3 separate regions of the Mus musculus genome follow, and all the other regions are linked to region 2. Evidence: chromatin contacts called from public Hi-C and promoter capture Hi-C data. All regions are on one chromosome and are shown on one strand. The core of a region is the stretch at or near the end of the contact, and the rest is flanking DNA. Distances in the headings are between cores, read along the strand shown.

Region 1 (2,700 bases), core at 44-2,543, 3.4 Mb before region 2:
TTTTTAAAAATTTTCATTTAATTTCATTTAATTTCTGTCTGACCACACAGGGAAGCAGAGAAAGGTGGCTCCTCTGAGTGAAACTGATCATTTAGTGCCTGGAATCAGGAAGCTTGCCAGTGTGGGCAGACACCAGGCAGACGCCAATCTGACACGCCACTTCTTTATTTTGTAAAATCTTATGTTTTTGTTTATCTCATGTGAATTAATAGGAGGTATCTGATGTAGAGCTTTAACTATTCCTGATTAGGGTTTTATATACTTTCTTATGCCCATCTAAAATCTTCGTACTTCTCATTTTCCTTGCAGAAGAATAACCCCCAGTGCCATCACACAGAGGAAATGACCACAATGAATTGTTACATTATGCCTGGTCTTTCTCCCAAGAGACCATCAGCTCCGGGGTAGTAAACTAGGTGCTCTCCATTAATAAATCTGATGATGCGATGCTGTAAATTTTCTTGTTGACGTGTACAATTCAGAATGTGATGTTCTCCACCCTACCCTGTAACGACAAACAGGTTGTAATGGCAGGTGCATTTTGTTCAATGTAGCATCCATACACTAATCCTGAAGTTGTTTTGATTCACAAGGCGACTAGGACACTTAAAGACATTTCTAAGATTAAAAGGGTTAAGGATCCTTCACTCAGCTTTAACTAAAACATCTCACCGGATGCAGGTGTATTTGCAAAATTAGTTTGGCTTCAGCGTCCTCAGCCCCAGGTTGTAGAGAGCACTGGAGGGTGGAATCCTTGTAACTTGCTTATCGCAGCGCGCGCGTGTCTTTGGGCGTCGGAGTCCGCGCAGGGCACGTATGGACCCACTTTTCTAACCTGACCCTCACCTCAAAGCCTGTCAACTCTTAAGTCCCTCCCTCCGCGCGAGGCCCGCCTCTCTCATCCACTTCCATGCTCCGCCCCCAGAGCGGAAACGTGGTACTGTAATTGGCCGAGTCTCCTCTCACTCCGACAATACAACCATTCCTTGGCATCCCGGAGTAGGGTGGCGCTGCCAATCACAGCGCTCGCAGCCGCAGGAGCCGGGTCCGGAACGCCCAGAGGCGGGGCCGGAGGCGGGGCGCCGACACAGGATTAGTTGCCATTCCGAGTGAGAAGCGGGTCGAGGTGGCGGCGGCAGCGGCGGCGGCGTTTGCGGTGGCGCGGGTTACGCGCAGCGCGAGGCGCCTCGAGGCCCCTTTCTCTCCTCCGAGGCTAAAGTCCCGGCGCTGCCCGTGGTCGCCGAGTCGTGTCGCGCGGGCGACCCCCCGCGAGGGCTGAGCAGCCGCGGGAAGCGGGCGAGTGCCCTGTCAGCGCGATGCCCGGGGCGGCGGCGGCGGCGGCCATGGGCTCGACGCGGGCTCTGCCGTGAGCGCCCCGCAGAGCGCCGCGGGGCGGTTGAGCCGTTGGACGTTGGCCGTCGCGGCGTCCCCTCCCCCTCGGCGGCGGGGTGCGCGTCGGAAGGGGAGCCCCGCGGCTCCGCCCCTCCCCGCCCCTCCCCCGTACACATCGCACGCACCGCGGCGCCGGCTCCCACACGCTCGCTCGCGCGCCCGCCCGCCCGCCCGCCCGCGGAGCCACCATGTCCACTGCGTCCTCCAGTTCCTCTCAGACCCCTCACTCCGCGCCGCAGAGGATGCGGCGCAGCACCGCGGGCTCCCCGCCCGCCGCTGCCGGGAGCGGGACGGGGCCGGCCGGGAGCTGCGCACCGGCTGCGGGAGCCGGTCGGCTGCTGCAGCCCATCCGCGCCACGGTGCCCTACCAGCTCCTGCGGGGCAGCCAGCACAGCCCCACGCGCCCGGCCGCCGCCGCCGCCACCGCCGCCGCCGCGCTCGGCAGTCTCTCCGGGCCCGGAGGGGCCCGCGGCCCCAGCCCGTCCAGCCCGACTCCACCGCCGGCCGCTGCCCCAGCCGAGCAGGCGCCTCGCGCCAAGGGCCGCCCGAGACGGTCCCCCGAGAGCCGGCGGAGGAGCAGCTCACCTGAGAGACGGAGTCCCGGCTCGCCCGTGTGCAGAGGTAGCGAGCCCAACCCTCCCGTCCTCCCGGGCTGCGTCTCCCCGACGGTGCCCTGCGTGGAAAACTTCAGCCTCTCCGGGCTTCTGTTTGCTAGTGCATTACCGAAGGTGTGAAAGTGGCTTTGGGAATCTCACCCCCCACCCTGAGGTCGCTGCAGGGCTTGGAGGAGCGACCTGGAAATCAACTTTTATCCGACCCTCACACCGCCACTCAGATTTTATCTTGCATCCCTCGCCTGCAAAAGAAAAGTGTTTCGGTTTAATAGCTTATTAGCTTTCTGTGTTTGGAGCCGGGCAAGGAGGAGCCGTGTGAAACCCTTAAACACGCACACAAACTCTCTAGCGGGGCATAAGGTGGTAGTGGTAATCTCTGCAGCCTTTGTGCTTTCCCACAAAGTTCTTGTCTGGAGTATGTTTGTGTTTTGGAGACTTGATGGCGGTAGTTAGGTTGTTAGAATATCCTTTGCATGTGTAGGGGAGGCAGTTTAAAGTGTATGCTGTTTATCCATCCTCTCCTCTACTTTATATAGTCATGTATTAGATCACTACTGCACTACAAATGGCTTATGCCGGAATGGTGGTTTTCGTGGTGAATTTCTTAAAGCCTGTTTGTGGAGTGTGTTCACTTTTTCCTTGCATCTTTAAGTATACTTAGCAGTTCAGCTGAGCTGTGTAGAGAGATCTCCTT
Region 2 (2,893 bases), core at 108-2,607:
CGAAGAGAGGAATCAACTAGAAACAAATAGACAAAGAAGAGTAGCCATCATCACATCCCTTGATCTTGTCCAAATAAGGGCACACTGGTTCCTTTCTATATAAGCCAACCTCTAAATCTGCTATTTGGCTAATTTGTCCTACAATGGGAATAACGGTTGAACTTGGATTGAAGCAGTGTTTCTTTCAATTGTATTCTAAAGGCATGATCTCTGTAAAAAGACATCAGGATGGTGTTGGCTTAAGAGTCCAACTTCCTTACATGGATTAAATTATATGAACAAATAATCCTATCAAGTACATTCACCTCTGTAAGTCTTGAACAGCATTCCCATTAAATTTCATTGCTTCCCTGGAAGTAACGAGATATACTTCCCTGGTAGGCTGGGAGCGGAATCTCTTCGGGAACTACTGAAAAGTGGCCCTTAAAAGTTCTGTGAGCCAGGCAATGTGGCGTACACCTTTGATCCAGCAACTGGGAAGCAGAGGCAGGCAGATTTCTGAGTTTGAGGCCAGCCTGGTCCACAGAATGAGTTCCAGGACAGCCAGGGCTATACAGAGAAACCCTGTCTCGAAAAACCAAAAGTTCTGTGAACATAATCTCTGTGAAATAAAGAGCATAACTAGCGGACAGAAATGCCTATTAAAAGCACTAGTTTTAGGAATGAACTCTGAAAACAGACTGCAGTTAATTTTGCTGAGTATTTAGAAAACCAGGCTTAAGGCAAAGATGAAGGCCCATCAGTGGGAGTTTTAGGTACACAGCATCCTCTATCGAGCTATACTGGACGAAAGTGACAGGTCAAGAAAACTTAAATCAATTTTGCCAGTGTCAAGTTTTCCAAGCAAAGTGGGGATTACACGATGACGATCCCTTGCACTTCTGAAGGTTTGGTGGTGCAATGCAGTGACTCTAAAAGCCGCAAAGAGCAGCATAACAAACTTGGCCTCTCTTGGATTCTAATCACTCAACGTACCACTCACCCCTCTTGGGACCAAGTAATCTGAGAGCCACAGTGTTCCAACACTCAGAATGTTTACCTTTCTCCCTGATCTCTGCCACCTTCTGCTTCAGGCAACCTCACCTCCACCCCAGGTAGAGGCTTCAAGCAATCAGGTCATCCCAACAACAGAATGTAACCCCAAGGAACAGAGAAAAGAGAACGTCCCCAGGGGACACGGGCAGGAGCAACCACAGCTAAGAGGCCACCCTGGCAAAGACCGTGAACTTACGCTGGGATGCTTCTTGGCTTGCCCGAGGATCTGGCGGAGCATGTTTGCGGCACAGGCCTACCTACACGCAGAGAGAAGATTAGGACACACGCTAAGCCGCTTCTGCAACCTGGCTGAGCGGACGTCCAAAGTCACCCAGGACCTCCTACCTGAAGGACCCCTGGCGCTGAGGGCAGCCTGCAGCAGGAAAGCCCGGATGCGGCTGTCCTCTAAGGTGCCTGAATAGGTAGTCAGCCCTCGCGCGATTGCCCTAAATGTCCCGACCACTTCTTCGCATTTTTGAGTTCATGATCCATCAGTTCTCCACCATGCATCTTTTTGATAGGTTTATTTTTTTATTTTTTGCATAGCAGGCAGAGCGTCTCGACTGGTGAGACAGGCACTTTTCAGGACGGCATGCGTATAGACCAGGGTCATCCGGCGGTCCGCTGGCAGTGCGCTCGGCGGGCGCGGCTTCCTTAGCGGCGCCTCCCGGCCAGGGCCGCGCGTGGACGCGCTTGGGGGCGCGCGTGTGGGGCGCGCGCCGCGCCGCCCGGAGGGCCCCGGAGGGAGCTGCCAGGCGCCTCTGCAGGCTCAGCGCCCAGATCCCGCAGGACAGGTCGAGTCTCCAGCCGCCGGGGTCAACGGCTGCGGTTTAAGACTGCAGCTGCTTCCTGACTTTCACTGGCGCTTAGGGACAGAAGTTGAAACACTAGTAAGTGACTTAAAGCTGGCCATAGTTTCTACAATGTGATTTCTAGATTCTTAGGTCGTGGCACTATTGAAGAGTTGTCGCCCCCCAAAGAAGTTTTGCAACATGCCACCATCTCTTTTTGGTCCAGATATTGAATCCTTAAAAGTATCTTCATTGGCCGTGTTGCTGAACTTAACCTTTTCTACCATCCTAAGTCAATGTTCATTTATCTCTTTGCAAATTTACTTTTACCCAAAAGTTCTTCCTTGGGGCAGGTTTAATGGGCACTTTCGAATCACAGCCAACAATTTGGACTCCCTACACATGTTAAAACGTTTCAAATAATAAGGAGAGGGTTTCGCCGAAACTGCTAAACTGAACAGGTAGCATTAGCCCAGTACAGGCTTCAGGTGGCGGTGTATAAGGAAGACAATTCACATGAAGGCATGAAGCACACAGTCTACCATTTAAAAGGGAAGGCAAAGTAGGAGCCACATCCGAGGCAGGGACCACTTATGCAAGGACTTTATGTTCAGGACTTTCAGAAGTTCACCAATAAGATTATATGGTTGAAAAGAATTCCTTTGGCTATGAAGAATGGAGTAGATAAAAGGGCTATTGTAGTTGTCCATGTGAGAGAATTTTTAGTTGTCCTGGGGGTGGGGAGGAATGTACTGATTGGGGAAAAAAAATCACCAAAAATATCAGAGAAAATTTTGTGGTATCAACAGAACTTGATAGTTGGATGGTTATGGGTGAATGAGTGAAAAAGAATAAAAAAAAAAGAGTAAATCAGAACTTTAGTGGTGAGCAGCTGTGAACATATCCATGCCAATTACTGAAATAATGGATGAGTGTGTATGCAAAACCCACGGTATTTCTCGAGAGCAGAATACTCTAGAATATCTAGAGTAGACAATAGATGGAGTGGTTTTGTTTCTTAGGAAATGAGCTGTATGACTGCTAAAGTCAAGTCACTTTACTTTCCT
Region 3 (2,700 bases), core at 27-2,526, 4.1 Mb before region 2:
TCTTGGTACACAGGACCTTTGCCAAAGCAGAGCAGACGAGTTTGTAAAACTCTCTCTCTCTCTCTTTTTTTTTTTTTTTTTTTTTTGGTTTTTCAAGACAGGGTTTCTCTGTATAGCCCTGGCTGTCCCGGAACTCACTTATTAGACCAGGCTGGCCTCCAACTCCCGAGTGCTAGGCGTGCACCACCACTCCCCGCTGAGTTTGTAAAACTCTTAAGTATTTGCCATAGCAGAACAGAAGTAAAATGCCATTACACACATTCCTCCAAGAGGCTTTCTGTCCGTTGTCACTATATGAGTTCTCTGTTCTTCTGAGGCACACATCTGGTTACAGAGCACTCTTCATTATGCCAAATCTCTTGTTATTAAGGATAGAGGAATGCTGTGAAAGGAAAAGAGGCAAAAAAAAAGGGGGGGGGGGCTAAGATTGGGTTAGAGGTCAGCGTGACGTTGAGGTTTGTTCCACAGACAACAGTTTAAAAGGCAGTTCTTTACTTGTACTCCCTGCTAATTTCGCTTTCTGCTTTCCTGAGAGAATTAGAACACTCAACCTCACCAGAAGGGGGCTAAAAAAACCCTGAGCTCGGGGAAGCCGGGACTTCCCAGCCCACTCCGCAGGAGGGCGGGGCAAACACCCGGCGGCCAATCCCCGCATCCGCAGGTCGCGGTGTCCCCGCCCACTCTGCCCAGGCCCCGCCCTTCCCCGGGGCTGCTGCTGCTGCTGCAGCTGCTGCAGCCGGGACGTCAGCATCTCCGAGACCCCTGGGTGGCGGCTGCGCAGTAGGCGGGCCGTGGTCCAGGCCGCGCGGTCGGGAGGGGCGGAGCGAGCGGCGGGAGCGAGCGGCAGGAGCGCGCGCCGGGCCCGCCTCGGCCGCCGCCGCCGCCGCCGCCGCCGGGAGATGATCTGGGCGGCCGCGGGCGGCCCAGGCTAGCGGCCCCTGCCCGTGCTGCGGCGGGCCAGGGCAGCGAAGGTCGCGGGTGGGGGGTCGTCCTCCTCCCCGCCTCCGGGAGGGGCGAGAGGGAGCCGGGGCTGATGTCAGGGACGGCGGGCGGAGGCGCCCGAGGGCTGCGGGTCCAGGGGCTCGGCTGCCGGCGGCAGGGCGACTGAGGGTTCGGGAACGCCGCCCGGGTCCGCGTCCCCGTCCGCGCCGGCGCGGCCAAACAGGTGTCTCGGGCGGCGGGCGAGCGGCCACCCTCGCGCTCTCCGCGGCCCGGCGTGTCCGGCCCGAGGCGCCCGGGGCGGGCCAGCGCCGAGCGGTCCTGCCCGCCGCCCCGCCCCGGGCCTCCGCGCGCCCGGCGCCCGCCAGCTGTGTGCACTCAGGTGCGGGCACCTTCCGGCCGCAACAGTCCCGAGTGCCCGCCGCCGTTGGACCGTCAGCTTTGTCTGGAGCTGGTCGGTTATGGTTGGAACTTTCCCTGCCCTTCGTTGACTGAGTGAACCAGCCAGGTGTGTTGGGGGCTTGCTACGCGCAGGATTTAAAAAAAAAATGTTTTTTGTTTTTTCTTTTTCCTTTGGTAACAAAGTGTGATGGCTTTCCTAGATGTTGGCTAGTTAAACAAAGTGCTTTGACTTTAGATAGATACTCTTCTAAATTAACTAATTTAAGAGTGAGGATCGGGGATTAATGCTTTTGAGCTCTGTCCACACTTCTTACTAGTGGCGTGGGACTTAGAATATTCTAAGATCCCTTACTTCCTGGAAAAAAAATTTTTTTTTTCCAATCTAGATCTTTGTATTCACGGTATTTCCTTTTAGTACATACTGTCAAAAGATGTATTCTGAGTTAAAAAGTTACAAAGTTAGAACTTCAGTGCTTCAGACTGAGTAGGCAACGCGGAAGGGACAGAAGTTTGGTAATTTGCAGGAAGTTGAGGATAGACCACAGATAGCTCAGCCTGGTGCCAAGAAAAAAATGCTGTGCACACTACAAGTTGTTTGATTCTGGTGGAAGTTTGGATTTGGAAGTGGAAACTTGAGTTTTTAGAAGGTATTTATAAACGGTACAATTTTCCAGTTCCTTATCAGATAAATGTCAGACGAGCCTTGTGCACACGATATTGTGTGCTCTAAGCATTGTATAGCATTTCTGCCAGCTGTAGTATATATTTTTGTCCAGTTTAAATGAATATAAGGTTTGAAGTTACCAAACAGTTAACTCTTTTCACCATATGTTCAGTAAAACTGACTTAGGAAGGCAAGTATGACTCACTGAAAAGTCAGCATTAGTGGACAACTAACTTTAGTGTTTCAGATTTTCTTGAAATTTATGTTTTCCTCTATCTTTTTACTCAGGACTCAGCAGTTTACAAATGCTTTGTGGTCATTTCCCACTTAAACTCCCTCTCCCTACATTGTGCTCTTAAAAAAAAAATCAGCCTACAGTTGTGGATAACTTTAATATCAAGCAGTTTAAAAGTACATATAATGAGTTAATGTTTGGCTAATTGTATTCAAAAGTATGTGCTGTATATTGCTTGTGTGTTGATTTTGCTGAAATGAAAATTGTGTTATTCAGCTTAACTATAAACTCATGATAATATAAAGTCAAATCTTTGGTGAAAGTAGTGGTTGGAATTTTGTTGCAATTTATTTATGAATCAAATGTGAATTGAAATTGTTACCTTAATGCTCCTGTTTACCTATTACATTCAAAAGTTGGCTTTTCGGTACAGATATTTTAAAAGGACTTTGAGATTTTA

What was found. Promoter capture Hi-C pulls out the DNA fragments that hold promoters and counts their contacts. A called contact is a pair of places that touch in the nucleus more often than the background predicts.
Region 1: a contact with region 2 is called in a promoter capture Hi-C map of cranial neural crest. The contact joins the promoter of Glcci1 here to the promoter of Ndufa4 in region 2. A contact is called at or near these places in 2 of 39 promoter capture datasets (cranial neural crest and pre-B cells).
Region 3: a contact with region 2 is called in a Hi-C map of B cells, with 5 read pairs. The contact joins the promoter of C1galt1 here to the promoter of Ndufa4 in region 2. A contact is called at or near these places in 2 of 39 promoter capture datasets (embryonic stem cells and pre-B cells) and 1 of 484 Hi-C or Micro-C datasets (B cells).

What each region holds. Positions count from the first base shown.
Region 1 is chr6:8,508,307-8,511,006 of GRCm38.p6, forward strand. It overlaps Glcci1 (glucocorticoid induced transcript 1), which reads left to right and starts at 1,294. Exons shown (of 8, transcript NM_133236.3): 1 at 1,294-2,013. The coding sequence starts at 1,581. A430035B10Rik (RIKEN cDNA A430035B10 gene) reads right to left here and starts at 855. Exons shown (of 2, transcript NR_040452.1): 1 at 673-855; 2 at 1-505.
Region 2 is chr6:11,906,093-11,908,985 of GRCm38.p6, forward strand. Ndufa4 (Ndufa4, mitochondrial complex associated) reads right to left here and starts at 1,358. Exons shown (of 4, transcript NM_010886.3): 1 at 1,232-1,358; 2 at 1-16. The coding sequence starts at 1,273. It also overlaps a transcript of Phf14 not described here.
Region 3 is chr6:7,843,948-7,846,647 of GRCm38.p6, forward strand. It overlaps C1galt1 (core 1 synthase, glycoprotein-N-acetylgalactosamine 3-beta-galactosyltransferase, 1), which reads left to right and starts at 1,277. Exons shown (of 4, transcript NM_052993.3): 1 at 1,277-1,447.